Regions from separate parts of the Mus musculus genome. Here regions 2 and 3 are each linked to region 1. Evidence: chromatin contacts called from public Hi-C and HiChIP or PLAC-seq data. All regions are on one chromosome and are shown on one strand. Each heading gives the region's core, a stretch centred on a gene start, on an enhancer-like site or on the middle of the called end of the contact. The rest is flanking DNA. Distances are from core to core; before and after follow the strand shown.

Region 1 (2,685 bases), core at 117-2,616:
CTGTTATCCTTGTAGCTGCACTCCAGAATGTGGCAGCTACTGCTCACATGTGGTAATTGAAATACAGATTTAGGTTAAATAACATTGGGAAGTTTGGTTTCCTAGTTGGATTAGGTGGTTCCCTGTGATGTCTGCCTGCCTCTCAGATAGTGCAGAGTAGTTCCATCATCAAACGTGTCTCCCAGGCAAAGGCATCCTCACAGGTCTACCCTGCCAAGTCAGCTGCGTCCCAAGCCAGAGCTCAGCTCCCACTGGCCTTTACCTCCTGCTCCCTAACCTTTCTGTTAGTTGGCAGCAGGGCTCTGTCTTCTCCTCTATTGTAAAGAATCCTAACTGAGGAAGAAGGACATTGCGGTGATCACTAGTTGCTAATTCATGTTACAGTTTTGCTTGCATCAGGTGTTTTCGTGTTACTGTTTTTGTCCCCCTGTCCTCATCTTGTCCAGTCAGTATAACAGCTGCAGATGGAGTCCCAGAGCTTCCGAGTGTGGCAGTTTGGCACACGTGCTTCTTCCTGGTGACACGGAGCCCCTGTGGCTTAGCATTGCGCTTGCATGTCTAGTAGCTCCAGTGTCTGTTTAATTGGATTCTTTTGCCTAAATTTAGGATTTTATTTTTACTGGTGCTAAGTAAAAATTTTGCCTGTTATGACTTGTTTTTGTTAATCCTTGATCTGCTCAGTTGACAAACCCTTGTTGTTATAATATAAGGATTTGATAAGACCGTTTGTGGCAGTGGGGGCTCAACAGGTCACGTCAGATCTCCTTTTGAAGAATGCTCTCTGAGCAGGCTGTCTTACAGGAGTGAGTTTACTCCTTGGCCAAGCAGTTTAGAATGCTTTCAGAAGTGGGTAATCCTGAGTATTGGGTCTGCAAATCACCAAAGCTGTGAAATGTATAGAGAATGGAGTCTGTTGCAGGTATGCAAAGCAGTGGATTGAGGGTGCAGTGTTGATGAGAAGAATTTACTATATGGAAGGAAGTTATCAAGGTTAGTTAGGAAAAACAGTGTGTGTTAGTAAATTCAGGAGAACACACATGGCTTACAAATACCACATAGCCAAACAAAGGGGGGCAACTGTAGGGTATTTCCATTCTTGTGACCACAAAAGTGAGTGAGCCAGAACATACTGGGAATTAAACAAAGTAGGGTTAAGTTTTCATTAAAGGCTGTGCTATGCATTCACCATTCCTGGTTGCCCTGGCAACGGGGCTCCTTCGAATGCTAATGACATTATAATGAGAAAAAAGCCCACATATGCAAATGCAGTAAATAGTAATTAGAGGCAGAGCCATACGTGGAATGGCGAGCCCCACCTTGTGAAGGTCTGGGAGGAGTTGGTGAGGGGTTTGTATTGGAGACAAAGAGTTGGCACAAGAAGGGGTTTGTGTTCAGCAGAAAAGGCTGAGTTGAGGCTGGTCATAGCCTCCTCTAGCGTGCATGACCTGCAGATACCTCGTTTCCCTGGCAGAATTTAGTCAGTCAGAAGTCTTGTGGTTGGAGGACCACATTGTTTCAACTGTTCTACCTGTTGGCATCACTGTATGGAAAGAATCTTAGCTGTGTGCCTGCTAAGCCTTGGGGCCCCTGCAGCATGTTGCTGCCTGCAGTTCTTTCTCTGCCCACACCAGGCAGGGCTGGGCCTGCCCAGGCAAGGCAGTGGGACCAGGGTGTGTGTCTGTGAAGAGACACAGAAGACAACTCTGGGTTCCTTCAGATACGTAGGGGGCCGATGAAGGAAACCGTTTGGTTAATATAAGGTGTATTTGAGTAGTAATACATGCTGGGACATCACTGGGGATGTGCAAAGTTATATGTCTCACAAGTGTGGCACATGGAGTTTTTGATTTGCCTCATTGGTTAAAATCAGCGACTGCAAATCTGTGCTCAGTTTAATTCTCTTCCCTCTGTTTCATTTGTTCAGTTCTTCTGTTTTTATTACCATATGTCTGCTGGTATGCAGTGTTTTTCTGATTTTGTTTTTTTTGTAGAACTGGCTAGAAAACTTATTTCCTGCTTCATATTACCCCAATTCTTTGGTCTTTTGGTGGTAATGGACTCCCAGATAGTTGGATAAAAATTACCAGGGATGACTATTTCAATTCATTCATTCTTCTGATCTTTTTTAATTTTAAAAATTTACAGTGGAGCACATATTTTTTGTGAAAACTTTGCATTAAAAATGGAGTAATATAGAAGCATATGATAAATGTTGGGTATAACAGTGATAGAACACTTAGCTTAGCACACATGATGCCTAGATTAGCCTCTACCACTTAAAAAGAAAATACAGTAAAATGTATTTGTCATCTTTGCTCTGGGGACTGAGTGCTGGCCTTTCATGTCCTCTGCCACTGAACTTCACTGTCAGCCCATGTATTTTTTATTGCAACAATCTCAAGTTTCTTAGGCATATCTCCATTCTACCTATCAGACCCTGAGCCTAAGCTTCTCAGATCATCAGTGCTATGAGTGAATTTCAAATCCCTGTCCTCTGTATGTCAACTGGTGTTGTAGATGATGCACCCTAGTGAGCCATGGATGTGTAGTGAGTGGATTGCTATGAGCCAGGGACTTTTAATACTGCTCTCTTCTCTCTTCTCTCTTCTCTCTTCTCTCTTCTCTCTTCTCTCTTCTCTCTTCTCTCTTCTCTCTTCTCTCTTCTCTTTTCTCTTCTCATCTCTT
Region 2 (2,685 bases), core at 65-2,564, 260 kb after region 1:
TCAGGCAGCCATCATTGGGCACGAACGCTGTGATCTTCTTCCCGTTCTTAATGAGCTGCACCCTGACGCACTTCCTGATGGCAGAATTTGGCTGTTTGGCCTCAACCCCTCTGCAATATCAATGGCACATGTGAAGTCAGTAAGGTTTTTAAAATTCGATTAAGAATAAAAGTAGAAGCAGCTCCTAGTCAATCCAGTCTCAAATCCTGCAGATGCCACTATTTTAATGAAGTTTTTACAGGCAAAATCGAACTTTAGCGCCACTGGAGTGGTAAAAATGAGGATTCAAACTCTTGTTGCGAAATTTGTGAACGCCACACACAAAAAAAAAAAATCATCACTCTAAAAAGCCAATGCACCAGAAACATGCCAGAAAAGGAATTTTCTCAACTCCAAAAAGATACTAAGAATGTACCAGCTGCTTAAGGTATAGCCCCCCCCCCAACTGTTCAATGTATGCTTTAGTATGTACTATATTACTTTTACTTCTTCCATTCCTTCCAGACTACAGCCGAAATTAAAAACTTTAGTAATCTCATCCCTGGCCGAACATAAACAAGCACATTTCCCATTTTTTCCTTATAAAAACCCCAACCAACGCAGGCTCAGGATCTTTTGCGACTTTTGAAGAACTACTTCGTTCTCAACTACGGTAAACCATCGCTTCTAGCGCGCAGCTTTTGACTTACACTTTTTCCAGCACAATTCCCTTTGCATGAGAGGCACCCCCAAACGGATTGGCCTTCAGGGCTGTGCCCAAGTGGGCTTTCTTGTACTGTTTGTCATGCCACTTCTGGTCCCGTCGGTGACTGCGGAGCTTCCGGGCAGTTCGGAGACCACGACACTTGCCTAAAAAACACACATCACTGAATGCTCCGCAAACCGAGCCCGCGCTTCCGCACACGAGCTTCAGCAGAAGGGACGTTTGCGCCAGAGACCTGTGGCTCCTCTTAGCACGTGGGCCAATTACCCTCGAAATCCCCTAACTCGGAGCTGCACACAAACCCAGGCTGGGGCCTTTACGCTTACTTAAATTTCCAGGGTAATGGGTCCCGGCAAGGCCGCCCGAAGGCCGCAGGAACTCTTCCGTATGGCCACGTGCCCGCGGGACGGCGCCCCTTCTCCCGACCTCCGCCCGGTTACAGCCCTACTCTCCGCTCTATCTCCCCACGATAGGCCGTATCCCGAGCTCTAGAGCCCTGCGGCGGCCCCTCAGCCCAGCCCCGCACAGCTCACCCATCTTGCCGGCGCCACGGGCCCAAGAGAAAGAGAGAGGAGGTGCAGGAAGGACCCACAAGGCATTGCGGGAAGCCCCGCCCAGCCGAAGGCCCCGTGCGGCTGTCCAAGCGGCGCCTGTACCGGGGAGTGTGTGGGTGGAGGAAACGATTCAGTGCCTCCACTTTTGTGAGACACAGAGTTTTGTTTAATATGTATCAAATCCAAAGCAATTTCATTTACGCTGTTATTTCCTTTTCAGGCAAATGACAAGGCTAGAGGAATACGGACTACCAATCCCAGAAATCTTTGCGCTAACTGCTCACTGCGCAGGCGTCCTCTGCAACTCCCTCAACCCACCCCCCCACCCCCCCACACCTCAGGCCCAGGGCTGGGCGGTGCTAATTCGGAAAGGGCGGAGCGGGGTGGGGCTGGACGGAGTAGGAGGTTCCCAGCGTCAGTAAATTGTAAATTTTAGTGAGGCAATGATTCAGTGATGAAAAATCGATTATTTTTGTTGTTGTTGTTTCTAGCCAGACTTGAGCTTTAAACAGTGAGCTGACATTTGTTGGTTGTGCGTCCTTGCTTAATTCTAGTACCTTTACAACCCGAATCTTTCCTGTAGTTTTTCTGGGATGTTGAGTCACATAAAAATGAAAATTTTAATGTCTTTGCACTGGATATTTGGCAGTTAAGAGAACGAAGATTTTTCTCGTTAAGTTTATATTCTAGGTAAAGGGACAGAGCCTATAAATATAAAAAAATATCTTTACACACTGACAAATGTTATAGAAAAATGAAGCTTTTTAGTGAAGGGGTGGACTTTAAGAAGGTATCCCTGTAGGTTACATTTGAGCTGGGAGCCTATATTTAGCATAGGATACAGCCTTCCAGAAGTGAAAGGTGGTTCTCTTGTCAATTGAACTGAGAGATTAAAAAAAAAAAGCAACAGTGGTTCTGAAAGCCTGGGCATTACAGAACTTTACAGCTGGGCATGGTGGTGCATGCCTTTAATCCCAGCACTTGAGAGGCAGAGGCAGGTGAATTCCTGAGTTTGAAGCCAGCCTGGTCTACAGAGTGAGTTCCAGGACAGCCAGGGCTACACAGAGAAACCCTGTCTCAAAAACAACCAAACAACCAAACAAACCAAACAAACAGAACTTTACCGCAGTAAAGCCTTCTGAAACTCTCCTCTGATATTAAATCTTTAGATTTAAGCTGGGGATTCTTTTTTTTTTTTTTTTTTTTTTTTTAGATCTGTTTATTTTATGTATGTAAGTACACTGTAGCTCTACAGATGGATGTGAGCCTTCATGTGGTTGTTGGGAATTGAATTTTAGGACCTCTGCTCCCCGGTCGGCCCTGCTTGCTTGGGTCAACTCCATTTGCTCAGTCCCTGCTCTCTCAGGCCCAAAGATTTATTTATTATTATACATAAGTACACTGTAGCTGTCTTCTAACACTCCAGAA
Region 3 (2,685 bases), core at 50-2,549, 210 kb after region 1:
GCAGTTGAGACTTTATCATGTAGGTATAGATTTTTAGCCAGGCAAACCCCAAATCTATTAATCAGGCATTATCCTGTGACGCAGAGCTCTGATTGGTTGTTGACAGAGATTTATGTTCCCAAAATGATTGAGCAAGGGATGATATCAGGTTAGCATTTGAGTTTCTGTAGTGAATGAAAACGGAGAAAGAATGAAAAGCCTGAACTAGAGCCGGCTGGAGGAGAGATGCTCGCCAGAGTTCATTTTGGGACTAACTTCCAATAGGTGAAAAGAAATGGGAGTGTTTGGTGGAAGCTGTGCTTTGGGTGGGGGTGGGGGTGGGGGTGCTGAAAGATGCTTTGGAGAATTAAGGGGTCAGAGCAATGAAGTGAAAGGAGATTTCAAAACAGTCCTTCAGTGAAAGTGAACTTCTGAGCCTCTGGAGGTGTTCATCTGAAAGGCTCTTCCTGTCACTATGGGGAGTTGGTGTCTCTGGAGGTCTTGAGTAGACAGAATGGGTTGTTCACTTGAGTTAAAGAAAAAGGTCTGTGTCTGTTGTCAGCTGTAAAACTAAAGGAATGCGAAAGTTAGATTTTTCAAAATTACATGGTTTAAACTTTTTGTTTTATGCATGAAAACTGATATTTCTACAAATATGTGGGTGTCACCACATAGCAGATATGCAGATGTTTAGTCAACTGACACAATAATTGAGCCCTGTACTTGTTCAGTATGAAAATGTACCAAGTAAAAGACTCCAAGATTTGTGAATTTAAGAAATAGATTTCCTCATTGCCAGTGCAAAGTAGTTTGGCTAGATCATATTTGAAGGAGAATGTTGTAATCTTAAAAACTACCATACCAGCTAACTATTACAGTGCCCCTCAGTTAATGCAAAGACATGAGAGCTATAGCATTAGAGGAGCTTTTTGCTCATGTTTGCCTTTGAATCACGTGAGTCACTAGGGAAGACGAACATCCTGGGTTTTAAGTTGACCGTACCCACATGTTTGTGAACCTTCACAGCTGGAAGGCAGTATGAAGACGGCATTGTGGCAAGGAGATGCTTTCTTATAAAGAAAAGCACTTAGCTTTTCAAGCAGATTCCAGATTAGCCAGCTGTTGCTTCCTAGACAGGCCACAGGAGTCTAGAACCAATGACGTTGGCTTCTCTATTGAGGGGGAAGATGTGGTGGTTGTAGCACTGGCTGTGGTCTCCATCTCCTTAGCTTATGTCAGCCTGTCACAGCCGGGCTCCTTCTCTGCCTGTTTCTCCTCAGCAGCAAGCCTAGCATCCATGCCTACAGTGTGGTGGATGGCTCTCTGGCGGTCTCTGCTGGCGGATGTTCTACATGTTTCCAGGAGGAACAGCCCAAGACTGACTCTATTAGAGAATTTTGAAAAAAAAAAAAGTGTAAATACATAAATAACAAATATACTAAAGTTCCCTGTTGTGAACCTAAGTGAAGTTTTAACTTGTAGCTATAACTCTGAAGCAGACAATGTGTACAAGCATCTTTGAGTGTGCACATAATGAATGTATAGCCCTGTTTCTTGGTTGAAGGGAAGAAATTAATCATTTAAAGTCAATTCATGGTATGTGTGCATGTGTGTGTTTAAGTTCTTAAAGCTCATATGTCTCTAATTTTTCTAGCAGGCACTTTTCAGCATATGTCAGCATGTTTGTAGGTTTTCTCATTGTTTTTGTTAGCATTTAGATTGCCAGCAAGCCTTCAACCTGAGCATTAAATCTTTTAATTATTATAGTCATTGATGGCCATATTTCCAGATTACAATCTTCCATGAACAGATGAATTGGAGATATTGATTTGTTATATTAAAGAGAACTAATGTGTGTGTTTCCATGCATATATTAGCATATTGCATCAGAGATCATGTCTCATCTCTTTCCCATTTTTTTTTCATTTTAATTCTTGATAGAGCATGTATAATCAGTGAAATAAGCATCATCCATTAGTGAGCTTGGTCTTCCCTGAAGTATTACTATGCTAAACAATCCTATTACCAAAGCATTATTTTGATAGTTTATTAAAAGTCCTGCAGCTCTCACATTGCTATACTCAAACACAGCTTTATGCAATTAAAGTTATAATAGGAACTTTATTACAATGATATATAACTTGTATCACCCTAATAAAAGTTCCTGTACACAGCGATGCTTTAATAATGCTGTTTCTGTAACACTGCTTCCTTCGTAATGGGGACTTCTCTCATGGCAACTTCATTATTAGGAAATGATCTCAGTAATAGAAATGCAAATACAGATTTTGAAAGGAGCGTTGTGTGCACGGCTCCATTATTGACCTGCTGTCTTCTCATGCATTGCATATCATCATTATAAGCCAACCATGTAGATTATAGTTACGATTACGGCCATGCTGTTACAGTTTAGCATTCGTGTCATTCCAGGGAAACACTGACTGCCATTTTAAGATGAAATTTGGGAGTTAAAATTATTTAAATTTTAATTAAAATTAGAATCAAAAGCATTAAAAATGACTTACAAAACTTTCTCTGATTTTTATTGTATCATAGATAGAGGAGACATCGGCCCTTAAAATGGGGTGTTCCCTTGATGTTCTCACCGTCTTCTCAATAGATGTATGAGAATAATGCTTTAAGGGAAAGAATTTCTGTATCTCCTACTTTCGTAGATACCCGCTCAAACAATCTGACTGACTGTGG

The links. Hi-C and Micro-C count contacts between places; a contact is called where the count stands out from the background. HiChIP or PLAC-seq counts read pairs in DNA pulled down with a chosen protein or histone mark.
Region 2: an H3K27ac HiChIP or PLAC-seq map of embryonic stem cells shows a contact between it and region 1, with 2.6 times the contacts expected there. The contact joins the promoter of Rps23 here to the enhancer-like site in region 1. A contact is called at or near these places in 1 of 39 promoter capture datasets (liver), 1 of 15 datasets of contacts at CTCF or cohesin (the G1E-ER4 cell line), 3 of 484 Hi-C or Micro-C datasets (the G1E-ER4 cell line, liver and nephron progenitors), 4 of 115 datasets of contacts at active chromatin or transcription factors (embryonic stem cells and memory CD8 T cells) and 1 of 9 other capture datasets (pancreatic islet).
Region 3: a Hi-C map of cerebral cortex shows a contact between it and region 1, with 1.7 times the contacts expected there. The contact joins two enhancer-like sites. A contact is called at or near these places in 1 of 15 datasets of contacts at CTCF or cohesin (the G1E-ER4 cell line), 5 of 484 Hi-C or Micro-C datasets (the 63-12 cell line, the G1E-ER4 cell line, adipose-derived mesenchymal stem cells and 2 more), 1 of 115 datasets of contacts at active chromatin or transcription factors (kidney) and 1 of 9 other capture datasets (embryonic stem cells).

Annotation. Positions count from the first base shown.
Region 1 is chr13:91,177,527-91,180,211 of GRCm38.p6, reverse strand. The region is part of intron 2 of Atg10 (autophagy related 10); the gene reads left to right. Among named protein-coding and RNA genes, the nearest start is that of Atg10, 45 kb to the left of the region's middle. Within about 2 kb of position 1,366, at least 67 of the 459 cell types and tissues checked have an H3K27ac peak or open chromatin away from gene starts, as enhancers often do. A contact at or near this core is called in cerebral cortex and embryonic stem cells, where this site is marked.
Region 2 is chr13:90,921,751-90,924,435 of GRCm38.p6, reverse strand. Rps23 (ribosomal protein S23) reads right to left here and starts at 1,314. Exons shown (of 4, transcript NM_024175.3): 1 at 1,237-1,314; 2 at 690-849; 3 at 1-110. The coding sequence starts at 1,240.
Region 3 is chr13:90,966,250-90,968,934 of GRCm38.p6, reverse strand. The region is part of intron 5 of Atg10 (autophagy related 10); the gene reads left to right. Among named protein-coding and RNA genes, the nearest start is that of Gm46434, 36 kb to the right of the region's middle. Within about 2 kb of position 1,299, at least 26 of the 459 cell types and tissues checked have an H3K27ac peak or open chromatin away from gene starts, as enhancers often do. A contact at or near this core is called in cerebral cortex, where this site is marked.